2 separate regions of the Capsicum annuum genome follow, and region 1 is linked to region 2. A link is a contact called in public Hi-C data. All regions are on one chromosome and are shown on one strand. The core of a region is the stretch at or near the end of the contact, and the rest is flanking DNA. Distances in the headings are between cores, read along the strand shown. Region 1 has its middle 16 kb from the start of LOC107867736. Region 2 holds the start of LOC107867740 (scarecrow-like protein 1).

Evidence for each region. A called contact is a pair of places that touch in the nucleus more often than the background predicts.
Region 1: a contact with region 2 is called in a Hi-C map of leaf, with 3 times the contacts expected there. The contact joins the enhancer-like site here to the promoter of LOC107867740 in region 2. A contact is called at or near these places in 2 of 5 Hi-C or Micro-C datasets (leaf and placenta).

Annotation. Positions count from the first base shown.
Region 1 is chr4:171,824,568-171,830,640 of UCD10Xv1.1, forward strand. No RefSeq gene overlaps it. Among protein-coding and RNA genes, the nearest start is that of LOC107867736, 16 kb to the right of the region's middle. Within about 2 kb of position 4,569, at least 2 of the 5 cell types and tissues checked have an H3K27ac peak or open chromatin away from gene starts, as enhancers often do. A contact at or near this core is called in leaf, where this site is marked.
Region 2 is chr4:171,479,586-171,486,233 of UCD10Xv1.1, forward strand. It overlaps LOC107867740 (scarecrow-like protein 1), which reads left to right and starts at 2,055. Exons shown (of 3, transcript XM_016714121.2): 1 at 2,055-2,418; 2 at 2,741-2,803; 3 at 3,930-5,960. The coding sequence starts at 4,062. The coding sequence ends at 5,753.

The DNA of each region.
Region 1 (6,073 bases), core at 3,319-5,818, 350 kb after region 2:
AACATATGACGTATTTGTTGGAGAAATCAAATAGATATATACATCTGTTGCAAAAGATTGCCAGTATGTTGTAAGTTATCTAACAGGATGAATATATTTTACAACAGATTACCCATCTGTTAGATTTATTTTAAAGTAATTTTCTTTTCTTTTCGAGATACAATAATTTATAAATAGGTCCTTCCTTATAAATATGGATGATCCCGATTCATACAAGAATATTCATATCGAGTCCTTGCGTGAACTTCAAAGGCAGTTTGATGAACTCCAGAGAGATTTGGCTGACTTTGGAGCAAGGCTACCAGATGAAAAATGTCCGATTGATAGTAATAATAATAATAATAATAATAATAATAATAATAATAATAATAATAATAATAATAATAATAGTAATAATAATTAGGTAATGTTTTTAATTTTAGCACATGTATTTTCCTCCTTTTATATATCGGATCTACCCAAGGGATTCAAAAATCTATGAACATTCATTTCATTTTGTTGTCGACTTTGAATTTTTAATTCTTATTTTGTATTTAATAATCATTCTGTTTATTCCTTGCTCTCAACATGTCAACGGTTGGTGGTAGGGATTGAGCAATTTGTGTCAACAGTGGTTAATCTGCTATGACAGATCGATCATATGTTGCACCTGGCGGTTATTAATAAAAAGGGTTATTATTGTTATTGAAAGGATGAAAAAACATGATTTTTCGATTATTCATTATGAAAAATATTTCGTAAATAAATAATAAGTAAATAAATGATAAACACAATTTATAACCGTAAAAGAATAATTATTTAATTTTAATAACTGATCGTGACTTTTCACTATTTTTATTTTTGAATTTATTTTTTAAAATTATTTATTATATAATAAAATGGTTATTATTTTAGTAAGAAATTTGAAAAGGGGTTTTTTGTTATTTATAAAATAAAAAAGTAAGAAAATTTGGATTAATGATATGATGATAGAGTAAGAAAATTTGGATTAATGATATGATGATAGTTTTTTAAAAAAAAAAGTAGATTATATGTTGCAACAAATATATTATCTGATGCAACAGGTTCACTATTGTTGTAACAGATGATATATCTGTTGTCACAGATGATTTATCTGATGCAACCGATATCGAATCTGTCGTCCCAACTCAACAGTTCTTGGAATGAACTAATTAATAATAATAATCTGAAAAGTCATGACTTATCACAATATTTCTTAATTTAATTAAGTCATTACTTTTCACATTAATCAAAAATATAATTAATAAATGGAGGTGAACAGTTAGATTATATATTGCAACAAATAGGTTATCTGATGCAACTTATTTTATAGTTGTTGCAACAGATAATATATCTGTTGTCACAGATGTGTTATCTGATGCAACAGATATAGAATCTGTTGTCACAACTCAATAAAAACGGTTCTTCGAAATAACTAATTAATAATAATAATCTGAAAAATCATGACTTATATCACAATATTTATTTTCTTAATTTAATCAAAATGTAATTAATGAATGGAGGTGAATAGTCGCGCCTTCTTGCCTCTCATTCAAATTCAATCCTCTATAAATAGGTCCTTTCTTACTCGATCGTTCATTCAACTACACTCTATTTATTCATTGCATGTCGTTTTACACTCTAGAAGATTATGGCTGACCCAGAGTGGGACGTTGCTTTTCTACAAGACACCGTGAATGAACTTCAAAATCAAGTTCGTGACCTGCAATGGGAACTGGGAGGAGTTAGAGCAAGAATGCTCCGCGAGATACACAGGCTGAGGAGGGTCTTGCTACTTCAAGTTGAAGATTGGCCGGGTGGCAATGATGATGATGATGATGATGATGATGATGATGATAATAATAATAATAATAATAATAATAATAATAATTAGATTATTATTTTTCTTTTAGTCTATTATATGAATTTTTATTTTTTTTAGTTTAATAAAAAAAATATGTTTGATCTTTGATGTTTTAAGCCCTATTTAATTTTCATTTTGTCTATTATCTTCTCAACAAACATGTCGACGATTCGACGTAAAAAGAAATAATTTAAAATCTAGTAGCAATAGCAAGATTTATCTGTTGGGTTTGTGTTTGTGGCAGGGGCTGATGTGTTGTTCAAAACAGATTACTCATGCTGCAACAGATAAGAAGTCTGATGCAACAGATAAATAGTTTGTTTCAACAGATGACTATTTTGTTGCTTGGCTCTGACGTTCTAATTCGTACTTCCTCCGTCTCAAATTACCCATCCCAAATTGAGATGCCACATTGATTAAGAAAAATAATTAATAACATGTCTAGTTTACCATAACCCACTGATCGATTGGTGGGACAGTAGACGTATTTGAAATAACCATTGTTTGCTATTCAATCAAAATTTCATAAGAGAAGAAAGCTTTTAACGTCGGTCGGCATATAGTCCCCTTATTAAATGATGTTTTCATTTTAATTTGAAGAAAAAATGATTAATGCAAAGGGTAAAACATGAATTTTTTTTAATCTTTTCTTGATTAATGAAAAAGACAAGTAAAATGAGAAATCGAATTAGAAAATTTGGGACGGATAATTGGACGTAAGGAATAATTTTGAATCCAGTAGCAATAGCAAGAGTTGAAACATATTGGTTATCTGTTGGGTTTGTGGCAAGGGCTGATTGGTGTTGTTCCAAACAGATTAATCATTCGTTGCAACAGATAATTAGTCTGGTGCAACCGATAAACATCCTGATACAACAGATAATACATCTGATGCAATAGATAATACGTCTGTCTGATGCAACAGATAAATCTTCTGATACAACAGATAAATAGTCTGATGCAACAGATAAATCTTCTGATGCAACAGATAAATCATCTGATGCACCAGATGATTGATCTTTTTAAATTGTGGGCACTTATGCTGGATTCATGATCAGGATTCTATCCATTGTTGGAAAAACAGAAGTGTACCCAGATGACAAATACGAATAAAAATCATAATTTTACTTATCAAAGTCACCTATGAAGTAATGCCAAAGTGGAAAGTGGTGTAGTAAACAAAATTTAACCTAAGAAATTGGTCAGATCACAGCAGTAGCGATGTACCAACAACAACAACAATAAATGATCGACAAGAAGAAGATGAAGATGATAATGAAGTAGAAGATGATGATAATGAAGCAAAAGATGATGAATAAAGCAGCAGAAATAATGAACAACAAAAATCGCTAAGAAAGAGAAAACAACAATGGATGAGAAGAGAGACAAAGGTGCCTTTTTATTCCTCCGTTTTCCGTTATTTTAGGTAAACATTGTAATCAAAGTGTAAATTTAAAAACTTGTAGGTTATTTTCAAATTTTTTCAACTTTCTTAATCCATAATAAAGTAATTGTCACCTCCAACTAATAATTAAGACTTGTGTCACCTACACCTCATTTTAAAATTCTTTTGTCACTTGTGGCCCAAACCCCCAGGAAACTTGGAGTCACAAAGAGGTACAACTCAAAAATTATAACATTTCTTCTTCTTCCTTTTTTAAAGAAAAAAATGAAAAGGTCTCTAGTGGTTGTTTATGAAAAATTAACGAAAAATAAAATGGAAGGAAAAATTACATGACCGTCAAGAATAAGGAAGAAAAACAGTAATATAAAATTATTTGATGGTATATAAAGTTGGTCAATTAAACTGAACTGAACGGAGGAGGAAAAAAGAAGAGTTCTTTCCTTCTAACCCTATCAAATCAGACACTGTATATTTGGGGATGGTTAAGACTTTCAAATTAAAACATGGGCATTTGCCATTAAGAGAGAGTAGTAAATCATCGATTGAAGAGTCAGGATGGTCAACTTTTATTAATTATTAATCGGACTTTAGAAATTCCTAACAATAATCTAGTATAAAAAAAAAAATAAGGCCCCCAAAGAGGCAAAAGCTGCTAGTTGAATCGACTAACAAATAATAGGCCAAAGATATGGGTTCATTCGACTAATGGTCCTACTGTCAAGAGACGATGACAACGCAAGGACATGCCATCTTAAAAAATCTTTGAGCTGGAGCAAAGTAACTTTAATTTGTATTAGAACCCAATAAACATTTGTTTCTTTTTCAGTATGGGAGAAAATTATTTCGAAGGTACCTTGTTAAATATTCATTTTTTCCATTCACCCTACTCATAAAAATCTAACAATCTCGAGACTCTAATGAAAGAGGGGGGGGGGGGATTATATATATAATATTAGATTATTTATTATAAGTCATAGCAATATTTCTTAGATTGTAATACATAGCAAATATTTTTTTAATAAAGAAGATCAACACAGTAAAAAAAAATTATATTTTATTTATTAAAAAACATTCCTTAAAAAAAGAGGTTAATTAACAAAAAGATTTCACACCCCGTTTTTTTTTTCTGATTTTCAAATTCAAGTCTCATCTTTTTCTTTATAGCATATTCTTCTTCTTCTTCTTTCTTCAAAAAAATAAGATCTCATATGCAGATTGAGACATAAAATTATCCAAAAAATTTTATCTTTAAAGGTGAAAAAAATACTATTAAATACAGATTACGAATCATAATTGCAACGAAAGTTATTAAAACAAACGAAGAATAATACTATCTTTGCAATATGGAAGGTGAACGACATGGAAGAAGATGGAGAAAAAAATTCAACTATATTTTCTCTATATGAATTCAATATGTTTATTATTTTTTTGGTTATGGTAAATTCATAATCAGTTTGTTTGGAAGAAAAATAATTTAACTGTGTATGAAATGTGTGTACAAATTGATAACTATGAATTATGATACTTCAATTTATGTGATATCATTTCGTAAATACATTTCATGCACCATGTGCTTACTTTTTGAATCAAGATATCATCTCATTTATCTTTGATGTTGAATCAAGATTGAATGATGCTACCATCTTAATTTCATACTTAAAAAAGATAAATCTTATTGCTTTCAAGATATATATATATATATATATATATTCATGGATGAAAGCATGAAAATCACGTAAGCTATGTATAAAAAACTATTTTTAATAAAGGAATAAGTATGAAAGAAAATGGAGAAACAAGAAAGAGAAAGAATCTTGAATTTGTATGACAAATTAGGAAAAAGTAAAGGGAAAAAAGAGATGAAGATTATAAAAAAATGTGTATTTAGGGAGAAATATTGAGAATTAATATCAGCAAAGAGTTATTTAAGGAAAAGAAAAAAAATAATTAGGAGACATATTAATAAATATCTATGATTTTTGTAAGAAAAATATTTTTAATAATATTTTATCAAAACTACGACTACTTGTGATCAATATTTTTAAAGACGGGAGTGTAAAATGAGGATTTTTACCTGACGGGGTTGAGGAGAAAGCCCCGAGGCAATGAAGCATAAGCCTCGTGGATTCTTTACTTTTTAATATTTTATATATTAATATAATTAAAAATAAAGATTTTTAAAAAATATAAATCACCAAAAAAAAAAAAAAACATCAAAATTATTAAAAAAAAAAAAAAAAATAAAAGATATATCTAAAACTACTTAAGGGTTACAAAAATTAATTAAAACCACACAATCCAATTAATATCGAAGTGAATCTTCATATAATAATAATAAAAAAATCATAATATATCCTCAAAAACACCACTTATCTATAACAAAAAAAAAAAAAACATAACTCTAAATTCCCGACCACAAGATTATAGGATATGAACAATGGACCATGCAAATAATGAATTGAGAAATTAAAAAAATTTTGAACCAAAAGTTTGAAAAAACTACTGAATCAGAGATCACCCACTTTCTCATTACTTTATTATTTATCACTTATTGTATTTTAGAAGAAGCACAAAATAATAAAAATAAAAATTTAAAATACAAAATTATGAGTCACAAATGAAAATTAGAAAATAAGGAACTTGAATAATGAGAAAGGAAGAAGAAAGTGTTTACCTTCTTGTATTTAATATCTAGCGTGATAGCGTAAAGTTACAGAGTACAGATAAAGATATTAAAAAAGAATTGTTCGGAGAACAAAAGATTTTTGTTTGAAATATTTTAATAAAAAGAGTTGGGCAAAATA
Region 2 (6,648 bases), core at 805-3,304:
TATAGGTACACCTTGATAAAAATTAAGTAATTGTCAAAAAAAAACATACTAAAACAATTAAGAATATATAAAAAAAAAAAAGTAACAACAAAATGCTGAAGCAAAAGCAATATTGAATCATCATACTTAAAAGGGCAAAGGTACAAATATACCCTCGAACTTTGATAAATGGTACAAATATACCCTCCGTCATACTTTGGGTATAAATATACCCTTACCGTTAATGAAAAGGTGCAAATATAACCCATATCACTAACGGGGGGACACGTGTCACAATCGTGTTCCTTCATTAGTGATAAGGGTATATTTGTACCATTTATCAAAGTTCGAAGGTATATTTATACCTTTTCCATTTGTATAATTTACTTTCTCTATTCCATATTAGTTGATCATTTTATTAAAATAATTATTTTATATTAATTGTCCATTATACTAAATCAAAAAAGCATTGATTAAATTTAAATTATATTATCCTTGTAGTTAATTCATTCTGAAAGTCTTCACATTTGTTTATAAAGTTTTCAAGAAATTTTTTATGGTGTGAATTCGTAAAAGAAAAACTTACCAAAATAAACTATATTTAAAAAGTTTTACCATTTATAGTTATATAATTTTAATATATGCATAATCTTACTATCTAATAAGAGGGAAAGGCCACGGAAGCAGGCAACTCTCCGTCAGCAAGCCTGCTACTCCTACCTGCTTCATCAGCTACTTGCTCCATGATTTTATTATATCATCTCTAATTAATTATTATAATTCATTTATTATTAAAAAATTAATAATATTTAATAAAAAATAAATCTTATATTTTTATTTTTTTAATAAATAAATAAATATATATATATATATATAATTTTACAAAGATTAATTAATTTGGTAAATTAATAATAGTAATAACTAACTATTCTTTGATGACAATATTTTCACTTCAAACATGAGTCTGTTTTTGTAAAAATGGGACGAATAGAGTAATCTTGTAGATTAAACCACACAAAGATTACTCAATTCGATCCATTAATATAATTAAACCACACAAAGATTACTCAATTCGGTCCATTAATTTATCATGTTTATTTTTTCATGCCCTTACAAGAGTACTCTATTCGTCCCATTTTACAAAAACAGACTCATGTTTGAAGTGAAAATATTGTCATCAAAGAATAGTTAGTTATTACTATTATTAATTTATCGAATTCATTAATCTTTGTAAAATTATATATATATATATATATATATATATATTAAAAAATAAAAATATATAATTAATTTTTTATTAAATATTATTAATTTTTAATACATAAATAACTTATAATAATTAACTAGAGATGATACAGTAAAATCATGGAGCAAGTAGCTGATGAAGCAGGCAGGAGTAGCAGACTTGCTGACGGAGAGTTGCCTGTTTCCGTGGCCTTTTCCTCTTATTAGATAGTAAGATTATGCATATATTAAAATTATACACTATAAATGATAAAAGTTTTTAAATATAGTATATTTTGGTAAGTTTTCTTTTACAAATTCACACCATAAAAAATTTCTTGAAAACTTTATAAACAAATGTGAAGACTTTCCAAATGAATTAACTACAAGGATAATATAATTAAAATTTAATCAATGCTTTTTTTATTTAGTATAATGGATAATTAATATAAAATAATTATTTTTAATAAAATGATCAACTAATATGAAACGGAGAAAGTAAATTATAAAAATAGAAAAGGTACAAATATACCCTCAAACTTTGATAAATGATATAAATATACCCTTATCACTAATGGAGGAACACGATTGTGATGTGTGTCCCACCATTAGTGATAAAGGTATATTTATAACCTTTCATTAACGATAAAAATATATTTATATAAAAAATATAACGAAGATTTATATACAAAGTATAACAAAGGGTATATTTATAGCTTTGCCCTACTTAAAAAAAGAAAAAAAAAAACTTAAACAATTGACTGTGTCTTGAATTCATGACATGCACTCCAACGTCACCAACCACAACTAAAGAAATATACCCAAAAAAAAGAATTAAAAAAAATCATCTTGGTACACGCGTTATATGAAACATATCCATGCTTATCTCACATGTAACGATGAAACATACTCCAATAGATTATGTTTCAATGGTGAAGATTGTTTTGTCGTGTGGGGACTAACTGAACAAAATGGCATGGATCACACTGTTTTACCCTTTTTGTAATTTAACACAATCTTGTGCTACTGTGTCAAACAACTTGTTCTTGTAGACTCAGACAACTTGCTTGGTATATAGTTATATACCATAATACATACTTGCAATTGCAATACTAAGACAAAATAATATTATGAACTACAAAAAGTAAAAGGGTTTGAATTTCTTGGCTTTTTAGGAAGCTTCTTTGCAACTATATAAAATATTATTCAAAGGGAGTAAGTGTTCTCATTCCTTTTTCTTGAATTCCGTAAGATTGATTAGTTTCATTTCTCTTAAAAGTCTTGAAAGGTTGAAATTTTGGCACACACAGACTAAGTTTTTGTTTGGGGTGTTTATCTTAATTTTGGTTAGTTTGAAAGTTTCTTGTATCTTATTGCTTGATTTGTACCTACTGAAGATATTTTTTTTGGTAATATGTCTGTTTACTTGTTCTTCTATTTAATTTTATCTACCTTAGTCAAAGCCTTAAAGGACTTGCTTTTCTTCTAAGCTAATATTGAAATTCATGTTTTATGTGTTCACATATGAATTTTGCAGATTGTTGTGGTTGATTTTTCTATCTCATCTTAAGATCTTCCCTTTCTGAGTTCAACTAGACAGGTATATTTGTCTTTGCTTCTCTGACTTACTCTTCTTGTTTTCTATGTTTTCTGGTTTTTTGCTTTGTTTTTTGGTTCTGAATTTGGTGGCTGGCTCTTGATATTTTCTTGACATAGTAGGTTGTTTTTAAAGGGTAGTTCTTTATCTGTTTACAAACTTATGTAGCACAATTTGTGTATGGATCATGTTGTTGTCCTTGTAGATCTTCAGAAGTTACAGAGTTCACAGCTCTCCAGTATGATTTTTTGATTACCATGTTTATATGCCTAAGAGGAGGATAGATCTGTAGAAATCAAAGGATTTTGGAGTGTTTGCTTAATTCTTGCTGAGGTTTATGTTCTCTTTTGTATTTTGTTGAATCGAATCCGAGGGTCTTTCGGAAGCAGTCTCTCTACCTCCAGAGATAGGAGTAAGGTCTGTGTACGGTATACACTCCCCAGACCCCACTTAAGGGATTACACTAAATTTTTTGTTGTTGTTGGTATTTTGTTGAATCTCTAATGGGCTAAATCCCTTCTTGGTTCAAACTTTTTAATACCTTGTCTCAAAAGAAAGAACTGGTTATGGTAAATATCTTCTTCAATTTTCTCTTTGTTCTATGAACAACGGCATGTAATTCTGACGTTGTCCTTCAAGTGCTGAAGAAGCATGAGTAATGAACTAAGAAAAACTTCTAACTTCACAAAAGTAAGTCCTGGTTTTGCAGGAGTTGTGCACAAAGTATACTCCATTTAGCGTACGAGTTGATAATGTTGGTTGCAAGATGACTTGCTACCAATTATGAGTAGCTTTTTAATTCCATTTGTCTCATAGATGTGGTTCCTTAAACTTAAAAGCTCTAACTATTTTGAATAGTTATAAAGAGGGGAGTACATTTTCTTTCACTAAAATGATTTTATGCTGCTGAATCGTCTTCTACCTGCTCTATTCTATCTCAAATGTTGAACATTTGTCCCCTGACTTGATGTCCAGTGCATGAGGATCTTATTAATCAACAATGCATATATCTTCTTTTCTTTCACTTCCTAACTTTGTTCAGATTCTCCCGTAGTTGTATTTTAATATTGTCTTCTTTTACACTACTGGTTTATTTTGTCTAATCGACTGTGTGTATTTGATGTTTCAGAAGCAGAGAGAATATCTCCCAAATACGACATTCAGTTACAGGGATCCCGCACCAGATTCTAATTGAATTGAGTAACATTTTTTGTAAGGGAAAACTTCAAGCAGCTTTGTTTTGAGGGATAACAAGTGAACCATGTCTTTAGTTAGATCTGTAAGATCAATTGGAAATGGGAAGCTCTATTTCCCAAATGGTCACAACGATAACTCTAGCTTGTCAACATCCATTTACACCAAAAATGCACGTGGGATTATGTATGCAACAGAGTCTAGCAGCACAGACAGTTATGATCCTAAGTATTTGCTCGACTCTCCTTCGCCTTCAGAAGAACTTCTAAACATATCACCTACAGATGCCTTGGGGAATCCATTCCACCAGAGACATTCATCTTCTTTCCAGCCATCAAGAGATTACAATCAGGGTAGCTGTGATTCAGGAGACTTTGTCAATCAAAGTCCAGATTCATCAGAATATAATGATGGAAGGGTCGCAATGAAGCTGCAAGAACTTGAAAGGGTACTTTTTGATGATAACGAAATTGAAGGAGATGATGTATGTGCTCATGGGGAGACTATGGACATAGATGATGAATGGTTTAGCCAGATCCGAACTGTGTTACTTCAGGACTCTCCCAAGGAGTCTACATCCGCAGATTCTAATATCAGTAGCAGTAGTAGCTATAAGGAAATATCTGTAACTGCTCCTCAAACTCCAAAGCAGATGCTTTTTAGTTGTGCTGCTGCTATTCAAGATGGAAACATTGAACAAGCGTCATCTGTGATTAATGAACTGAGGCAGATGGTCTCCATCCAAGGAGATCCTCTTGAAAGAACTGCAGCTTACATGGTAGAAGCTCTTGCAGCCCGAATGGCTACATCTGGGAGAGGTCTTTATAAAGCTCTAAAATGCAAAGAAGCCACCTCTTCTGAGAGACTCTCTGCTATGCAAGTCCTCTTTGAAGTATGTCCGTACTTTAGGTTTGGTTTTATGGCAGCAAATGGTGCACTCCTAGAGGCTTTTAAAGATGAGAAAAGAGTTCACATTATAGATTTTGACATTAACCAAGGAAGTCAATATTACACTTTTTTGCAGACATTGGGTAGTATGCCTGGTAAGCCACCCCATTTGAGGCTAACTGGGGTAGATGACCCTGAATCTATCCAACGTGCTGTTGGAAGCCTTAATGTCATTGGTCTGAGGCTCGCAGAGCTGGCTAAAGATCTTAAGATCCCTTTTGAATTCCAAGCAGTGCCTTCAAACACTGCATTAGTCACCCCCACAATGTTAAAGTGTCGTCCTGGTGAAGCTGTTTTAGTGAACTTTGCATTCCAGCTTCATCACATGCCTGATGAAAGTGTATCAACGGTAAACCAAAGAGATCAGCTTCTGCGGATGGTGAAGAGCTTAAATCCTAAGCTGGTAACAGTTGTTGAGCAAGACATGAACACCAACACCGCCCCATTTCTACAAAGGTTTGCAGAAGTCTACAGCTACTATTCTGCTGTATTCGAGTCTCTCGATGCAACTCTTTCAAGGGACAGCCAAGAGAGGGTTAATGTAGAACGGCAATGTCTTGCACGTGATATCATCAACATTGTTGCCTGTGAGGGATTGGAGCGAATAGAGCGTTATGAAGTTGCAGGAAAGTGGAGAGCTAGGATGATGATGGCTGGTTTCACTCCATGCCCAATTAGCCGAAATGTCTATGACTCAATCAAGACTCTAATCAAGCAATATAGCGAAAGGTACACAGCAAAGGAAGAGGCAGGTGCACTCTATTTTGGGTGGGAAGACAAGAACATGACTGTTGCTTCAGCTTGGAAATAGTAACCAAGTTTGCGCGCTCAGAAACAAACAATGCGCGGCATTGGATCAACTTGTAGCAAAAACCGGCTGTGTGATATAATTCAGTGTTTATGATCAGAATGCATGGCATTGTATACTTTGATGCTATTGAAGATAAAATTAACTTATGAGCTAATGTAGGTTGATGTGAGATTAGTACATAAAAACTGTTTTGATTTTTGTCTTACATATGTCACTTTCAACTTCTGCTAGTATTTCTTACACTTCATTTTATTTTTCTGTCCGGACAGTTCAGCAGAATCTTATTCAGTCCCAACAGTTGCAGTGATTTTCTTCAATTGCACCTTTTTATTTATTGGCATCTATAAAGTTGGTGTATTGTTATCACTATTATTTTATTATGTTTAATTTATTTTTCACTTTTATTTTTGATTTGGCATGATGGCAACATTATTTGAGCTTGATAAAGAAGTGAGGATTTACGTACTTAATTTTAACTTATTTGGGACTAGGGCGTGCTTACTGTATGAACTTGGAATAATAGATTCACTAAATCAGAAGCAATTTCTCCTTCACAAGCTTTTCAGCCTGTAAATGTTTAGAGGCTGTGCTTGTACAATTGAAGAATGTTTAATTTCTAAAAAATTTCTGTTAAGTAGCAGCTCAACCAAAGGTGCTCCATCTCGTTATTTGTTTGGATCAAAGTATGAAGGAGCTGGTTGAAGTCTAGGATATGTGCTTGTGGCTATAACAGTGTGCGCGTTGAATTAGTCAGTGCGTACAAACTTATCGTAACACTGTAGGATACACGAATCTTGGATTTTAAGCTAGGTCAAAGTCTTCTAAATCAACTCATAGAACAGTTACCGTTCAAATATGAACCTAGTGGCTTTGTTCTTCTTTCCCTAGTACCAAT